Regions from separate parts of the Pan troglodytes genome. Here region 1 is linked to region 2. The links are chromatin contacts, called in public HiChIP or PLAC-seq maps. All regions are on one chromosome and are shown on one strand. The core of a region is the stretch at or near the end of the contact, and the rest is flanking DNA. Distances in the headings are between cores, read along the strand shown.

What was found. HiChIP or PLAC-seq counts read pairs in DNA pulled down with a chosen protein or histone mark.
Region 1: a contact with region 2 is called in an H3K4me3 HiChIP or PLAC-seq map of stem cell-derived excitatory neurons, with 4 times the contacts expected there. The contact joins the promoter of SENP3 here to the promoter of FGF11 in region 2. A contact is called at or near these places in 1 of 7 Hi-C or Micro-C datasets (stem cell-derived neural progenitor cells) and 1 of 1 datasets of contacts at active chromatin or transcription factors (stem cell-derived excitatory neurons).

What each region holds. Positions count from the first base shown.
Region 1 is chr19:18,072,804-18,075,735 of NHGRI_mPanTro3-v2.0_pri, forward strand. It overlaps SENP3 (SUMO specific peptidase 3), which reads left to right and starts at 1,671. Exons shown (of 11, transcript NM_001205128.4): 1 at 1,671-1,965; 2 at 2,768-2,932. The coding sequence starts at 2,779. It overlaps TNFSF13 (TNF superfamily member 13), which reads left to right. Exons shown (of 6, transcript NM_001205130.2): 5 at 36-174; 6 at 410-1,294. The coding sequence ends at 519.
Region 2 is chr19:17,950,563-17,953,762 of NHGRI_mPanTro3-v2.0_pri, forward strand. It overlaps FGF11 (fibroblast growth factor 11), which reads left to right and starts at 1,642. Exons shown (of 5, transcript XM_001170288.8): 1 at 1,642-3,200. The coding sequence starts at 3,032. TMEM102 (transmembrane protein 102) reads left to right here. Exons shown (of 3, transcript XM_063798272.1): 3 at 1-921. The coding sequence ends at 904.

The DNA of each region.
Region 1 (2,932 bases), core at 421-2,920, 120 kb after region 2:
ATCCTGTTTTCTTCAACATCTCCCTTCCCTGCCAGGTCCTGTTTCAAGACGTGACTTTCACCATGGGTCAGGTGGTGTCTCGAGAAGGCCAAGGAAGGCAGGAGACTCTATTCCGATGTATAAGAAGTATGCCCTCCCACCCGGACCGGGCCTACAACAGCTGCTATAGCGCAGGTGAGAGCCCTGTGGGCAGCCGAAAGCAGGACGTCTCTGCCCGGGGGTAGCAGTGCAGGGAGCTACCGCTAGGAGGGAGGTTGGAAACCTAAACAGAGGCGGGTCTGAGGAGTGAAGTGCAGAATGCCGGGTCCTTACAGGAGGCAGAGGAACGGTGGAGCTGGAGAAGGCAGGGGGAAACAGGGCATCTGGATGGCTGTGCTTCACTGCGAATCTACTTTCTCTCTTTTCTCAGGTGTCTTCCATTTACACCAAGGGGATATTCTGAGTGTCATAATTCCCCGGGCAAGGGCGAAACTTAACCTCTCTCCACATGGAACCTTCCTGGGGTTTGTGAAACTGTGATTGTGTTATAAAAAGTGGCTCCCAGCTTGGAAGACCAGGGTGGGTACATACTGGAGACAGCCAAGAGCTGAGTATATAAAGGAGAGGGAATGTGCAGGAACAGAGGCGTCTTCCTGGGTTTGGCTCCCCGTTCCTCACTTTTCCCTTTTCATTCCCACCCCCTAGACTTTGATTTTACGGATATCTTGCTTCTGTTCCCCATGGAGCTCCGAATTCTTGCGTGTGTGTAGATGAGGGGCGGGGGACGGGCGCCAGGCATTGTCCAGACCTGGTCGGGGCCCACTGGAAGCATCCAGAACAGCACCACCATCTAGCGGCCGCTCGAGGGAAGCACCCGCCGGTTGGCCGAAGTCCACGAAGCCGCCCTCTGCTAGGGAAAACCCCTGGTTCTCCATGTCACACCTCTCTCCAGGTGCCCTCTGCCTCTTCACCCCACAAGAAGCCTTATCCTACGTCCTTCTCTCCATCTATCGGACCCCAGTTTCCATCACTATCTCCAGAGATGTAGCTATTATGCGCCCGTCTACAGGGGGTGCCCGACGATGACGGTGCCTTCGCAGTCAAATTACTCTTCGGGTCCCAAGGTTTGGCTTTCACGCGCTCCATTGCCCCGGCGTGGCAGGCCATTCCAAGCCCTTCCGGGCTGGAACTGGTGTCGGAGGAGCCTCGGATGTATCGTACGCCCTGGTGTTGGTGTTGCCTCACTCCTCTGAGCTCTTCTTTCTGATCAAGCCCTGCTTAAAGTTAAATAAAATAGAATGAATGATACCCCGGCTCCATTTCCCCCACTGCCTCGCCTCAGCCCGGTCCTCGTACGGGGATCTCCCGCCCTCCTGGCTCTCCTGTGGCGCGCCCCCCGCCGGATCAAGGTACTGGGGATGCCGCTAGGGTCAGGCCCGCGAGCGCGGAGAAGACAGAGCGCGGCGAAGACAGAGCGCGGCGCAAAAGGGAAAGTGGCGGGGCCGCCACGCGCGGCCGGGCGGCGGATGTGCGCAGGCGCAGCCTCGCGTAGCGCTCTGGGCTGGCCAGTCCCGTGGCGCCGGCGTCCTCGGGTAGACGGGACTGCGCGCTTGGTGGCCGCGCCGGCGCTCTTCGCCGGGTGTGACGTACTAATCGTGCGCCACCGCTGCCGGTGGGCCCGGGGCTCGCGGGAGGGGAAGGAGGAGGGGGGGAGGAGTGGCGGCGGCGGCGGCGGCGCTGGTGGTGGCGGTGGCGGAGGTGGAGGTGGAGGTGGAAGCTGAAGCTGAAGCAGAGCCAGAGGCGGCGCGGCGGGGTGCTCGGCGGCGCGGCACGCGGCCCAGAAGCGTTGGAATCCTGAATTGAGACGGCTGCGCCTAAAGACAGCAGGAGTGGCGGGGCCGCCGCCGTCGCCGGAGAGATGAGCCGGGAAGCTTGAGGCCGGAGACGCCCGCCTTCGGGCCCGTCCGCCCGGCTTCCCCGCTCCCGGTGAGGACGCCCCCTCCCCTCCCCCCAGCCCTGCCTTGGCCTCTCCCATTCCTGGGCCTCGCTCCCACCGAACCGGGGCCCAGAGGCCCGCATAGGGGCTTCTTAAGGCCCGTGTGCGCCGAGCCATCCAAGCTCGTGGGACCGGACTGGTGCCGGGTTGCATTCTGGTCCCCGAGGATGAAGTAGGAGGGGGCTGGGCCGGCCTGGCTTGTGCGCTCCGTTCTGTCCCAGCGTCTTGATTCGGTTCTCTTTAAGTTTCCTTCAAAGTTCTTCCCCGTTTATCAGCCTCTGCCCCCTGAACCATATCCCTGGCATCTGCACTTGAGATGACCGCAGCCTTCCCATGCCCCCCGTTCATCCAGGGTGTTAGAGAACTGTCTCCCATTCCAGTCCAGTTTCCACGTGCAAGTTGCATTCTCCTCAAGTACCACGGTTATCATGTCCCTGAGGAAAGAAATTGCCCTTGTTGGGCCCTCAAAGGACAGCCCTGGTGGTATTAAAATAAAGACGTAGAACCTGGCAGTGCTATTGGGTTTGGCCTGGTGATCCTAGAAATAAGATCTCTGAGGCCTGCTGCTTAGCCATTTTCCCTTGTCTCTGGACTGGGGAGAGATGATGGCACAGACCCTAAAGGGCCCCTTGTGGACCGCGTTAACTGGGAAGATCTTAAGTTAGGAGTTTTGCGTTTTTTCCTCTTTTCTTTATTTGCATCTGAATCCAGAGGAGGCATGGCCAGGAAGAGAGGCAGGATCTGCGGTGGGGTGATGCTTAGATTTTGATACCCTGATCTTTTGTTTTTCAGGGTACTGGAAGATGAAAGAGACTATACAAGGGACCGGGTCCTGGGGGCCTGAGCCTCCTGGACCCGGCATACCCCCAGCTTACTCAAGTCCCAGGCGGGAGCGTCTTCGTTGGCCCCCACCTCCCAAACCCCGACTCAAGTCAGGTGGAGGGTTTGGGCCAGATC
Region 2 (3,200 bases), core at 392-2,891:
ATCACCTAGTGACGTTTCAGCGTCCGAGTCGCCTCAGCATGACGTCGTCGACCTTGGCTCTAGCGCACCTTTGAAAACAATGAGTAGTGACGTCACCAAGGCAGCCGTCGAAAGCCCAGTCCCAAAGCCGTCGGAGGCTCGGGAAGCGTGGCCCACATTATGTTCCGCCCAGGTGGCTGCCTGGTTCTTTGCTACGCTGGCGGCGGTCGCCGAGTCTCTGATCCCTGTCCCGGGTGCTCCGCGTCTGGTGCACGCAGCTCGCCACGCGGGTTTCACCACCGTCCTCCTGGCTACCCCTGAGCCCCCTCGCCGCCTCCTGCTCTTCGACTTGATCCCAGTGGTGTCCGTGGCGGGCTGGCCCGAGGGGGCTCGGAGCCACTCGTGGGCCGGTCCGCTGGCCTCTGAGTCGGCTTCCTTCTACCTGGTGCCCGGTGGCGGCACCGAGCGGCCGTGCGCCTCCGCCTGGCAGCTCTGTTTTGCCCGCCAGGAGCTGGCGCTCAAAGCGCGCATACCAGCGCCGCTGCTGCAGGCGCACGCGGCGGCCCAGGCGCTACTGCGCCCGCTGGTGGCCGGGACCCGGGCGGCGGCGCCCTACCTCCTGCGGACGCTGCTGTACTGGGCGTGCGAGCGGCTGCCTGCGCTCTACCTGGCGCGGCCAGAAAATGCGGGCGCCTGCTGCCTCGGGCTGCTAGACGAGCTGGGCCGAGTGCTCGAGGCCGGGACGTTGCCTCACTATTTTCTGAACGGCCGACAGCTCCGTACGGGGGACGACTCCGCTGCGCTGCTCGGAGAATTGGCCCGGCTCCGCGGGGACCCAGCCCGGGCCCTCCGTGCCGCGGTGGAGGAGGCCAAAGTGGCCCGCAAGGGGGGCGGTTTGGCGGGCGTGGGGGGCGGGGCCCATTAAAGACGCTGTTCCTACCAGTGGAAAGTGCCTCTGTGGGCGAGCGGGACGTGGGGGGCCCTGCTCGCCCCTCGCCAGGGGGACTGACTGTGTGCCCTGGGCCTGAAGCCCCCCTTCTGGAAGGCCTCCCTGTTGGTTCCTCCTCTACGCCCACCCGCCTGCCCCCGCACAAGTTGCCCCATTCCAGCCTCGCTATTCTCCACATCTGTGGCCAGCACTCCGCCCAGGGGCAGCTTCCAGAAACCGTCTGTCCCCAGTTCTTTTGGTCATTTCTCTTAAGGGCCAATAGAAATGGGAGAAACATATTTGCTGACCAAACGCGAAAAGGAGTTATGGAGACCAGGGTCTGATCAATTTGGCTCACACAAAGGCAGAGATATGAAGGAGGCCGGATTTCGCCCAAGGCTGGATCTCACCACCCCCCATCCTCCATCTCTCCAGTTCTTCCCCCACTTTACTCGTGCGGTTCTTTCTTCACTAACATCCCGGCCAGTAGGGTCTCTCTCCCTTCTCCCAGCGTCCGCCATTCCATCTCCCTTAGGCCCAACCTCTCCTTCCTACCCAGGGGTGCGTTCAGGAGGCCTTCCTGTCCCTCCTCCTCTGAAGGCTGAGACGTGCGGCCTTGCCTCGGCTTTGCCTGCTTGTAAGACACAGTCCGCACTCTCTACCTCCAAAGAACCCCGGGGTTCCTCCTGCCCGGCTTCACCCTCCTATTTCCCAGCGTCTCCGCCCCCTGCCCCGCCCCCGGGCCGGCTCTCCGAGGAGGGGGAACTGCTGTCGCCGCCGCCGCCGCCGCCGCCGCCGCCGCCTCAGCTTCCCACAGCCGCTGCCGCTGCCGCCGCTCTGCCTGGTCCAGCCACCGGCCCAGTGCTCTGACTTCGCCGGACCGGGGAGCTCTGCAGAGACACCCTCACTCCTTCCCAAGGGTCCGGGACGCCTAGCCGGGCGTGGGGGGAAGCTCCGTTTGCGGGGGACAGGGAGGGAGGAGCCTGGAGCCGAAGCCAGCGCCACCCGTCGCCGGATCAACAGGACAGGACAGGTTGAGGGGCGTCGGGAAAAGGAAGAGGGGGTGCTATAGGCAATCCCGGGGAGGACGAGGAAGCCCTGTAGCAGGAAGCTGCGATCCGCTCTGACTTGAAGGGGGCCTGTTCACATCTGGGGACTGGTGACAACGTGGGTGCACTCCTCTCTTGGGGGGCTGGTTAGATTGGAGGGTGTGGGATCTAAACAGCACCAGCTGTCCCCAAGAAAACTTAAGGGGCAGCCAGGGGAGAAAAAAACAAAAACAAAAACAAACACGGATGCTCCTCATTTTGAGGTGGCGGAAGGCCCTCCAGACAACTACCTGGTGTATCCACTAGGAAGGGTGGATTTGGAGGTGACTTCAAAAGGAGCGGAGGGTGTGAAGGTGAAGAAAGGGTCTTGGCCGCTAGAATTCTATGCTACTAGACATGGGGGGGACTTGGTGAAAAAGGTATTATCCAGCCAGAGGGTCTGGGAGCCCTGTCTTACTGAACCTGGGCAACCTGGATATTCTGAGACATATTTTGGGGGGATTTCAGTGAAAAAAGTGGGGGATCCCCTCCATTTAGAGTGTAGCAAAGGAAAAAACACCAAGGTTGGGTTCCTTCCTGACATTGGCAGTGCCCCAGTAGGGGTGGGATGAGCGAATATTCCCAAAGCTAAAGTCCCACACCCTGTAGATTACAAGAGTGGATTTGGCAGGAGTGTGCCCCAAAATACAGTGGAAAGGTGCCTGAAGATATTTAAACCACGTCTTGGAAATTTAGTGGGTCTTGGCTTTGGGATAGGTGAAGTGAGGACAGACACTGGAGAGGAGGGAAAGGGGACGTTTTCAATAGGAGGCAAAACTCGAGGGTGGGATCCACGGAGGAGTACATAGGCTGCTGGATCTGGTGGAGCCAGCACTGGGCCCACGGGTGGTAACTGGCTGCTGTGGAGGGGGGTACGTGGGGGGGGGGGGTCTGGGGCTTATCCTCAGGTCCTGTGGGTGGGGCAGCGAGTCGGGGCCTGAGCGTCAAGAGCATGCCCTAGTGAGCGGGCTCCTCTGGCGGAGCCCAGCGCGCTCCGGGCGCCTGCCGGTTTGGGGGTGTCTCCTCCCGGGGCGCTATGGCGGCGCTGGCCAGTAGCCTGATCCGGCAGAAGCGGGAGGTCCGCGAGCCCGGGGGCAGCCGGCCGGTGTCGGCGCAGCGGCGCGTGTGTCCCCGCGGCACCAAGTCCCTTTGCCAGAAGCAGCTCCTCATCCTGCTGTCCAAGGTGCGACTGTGCGGGGGGCGGC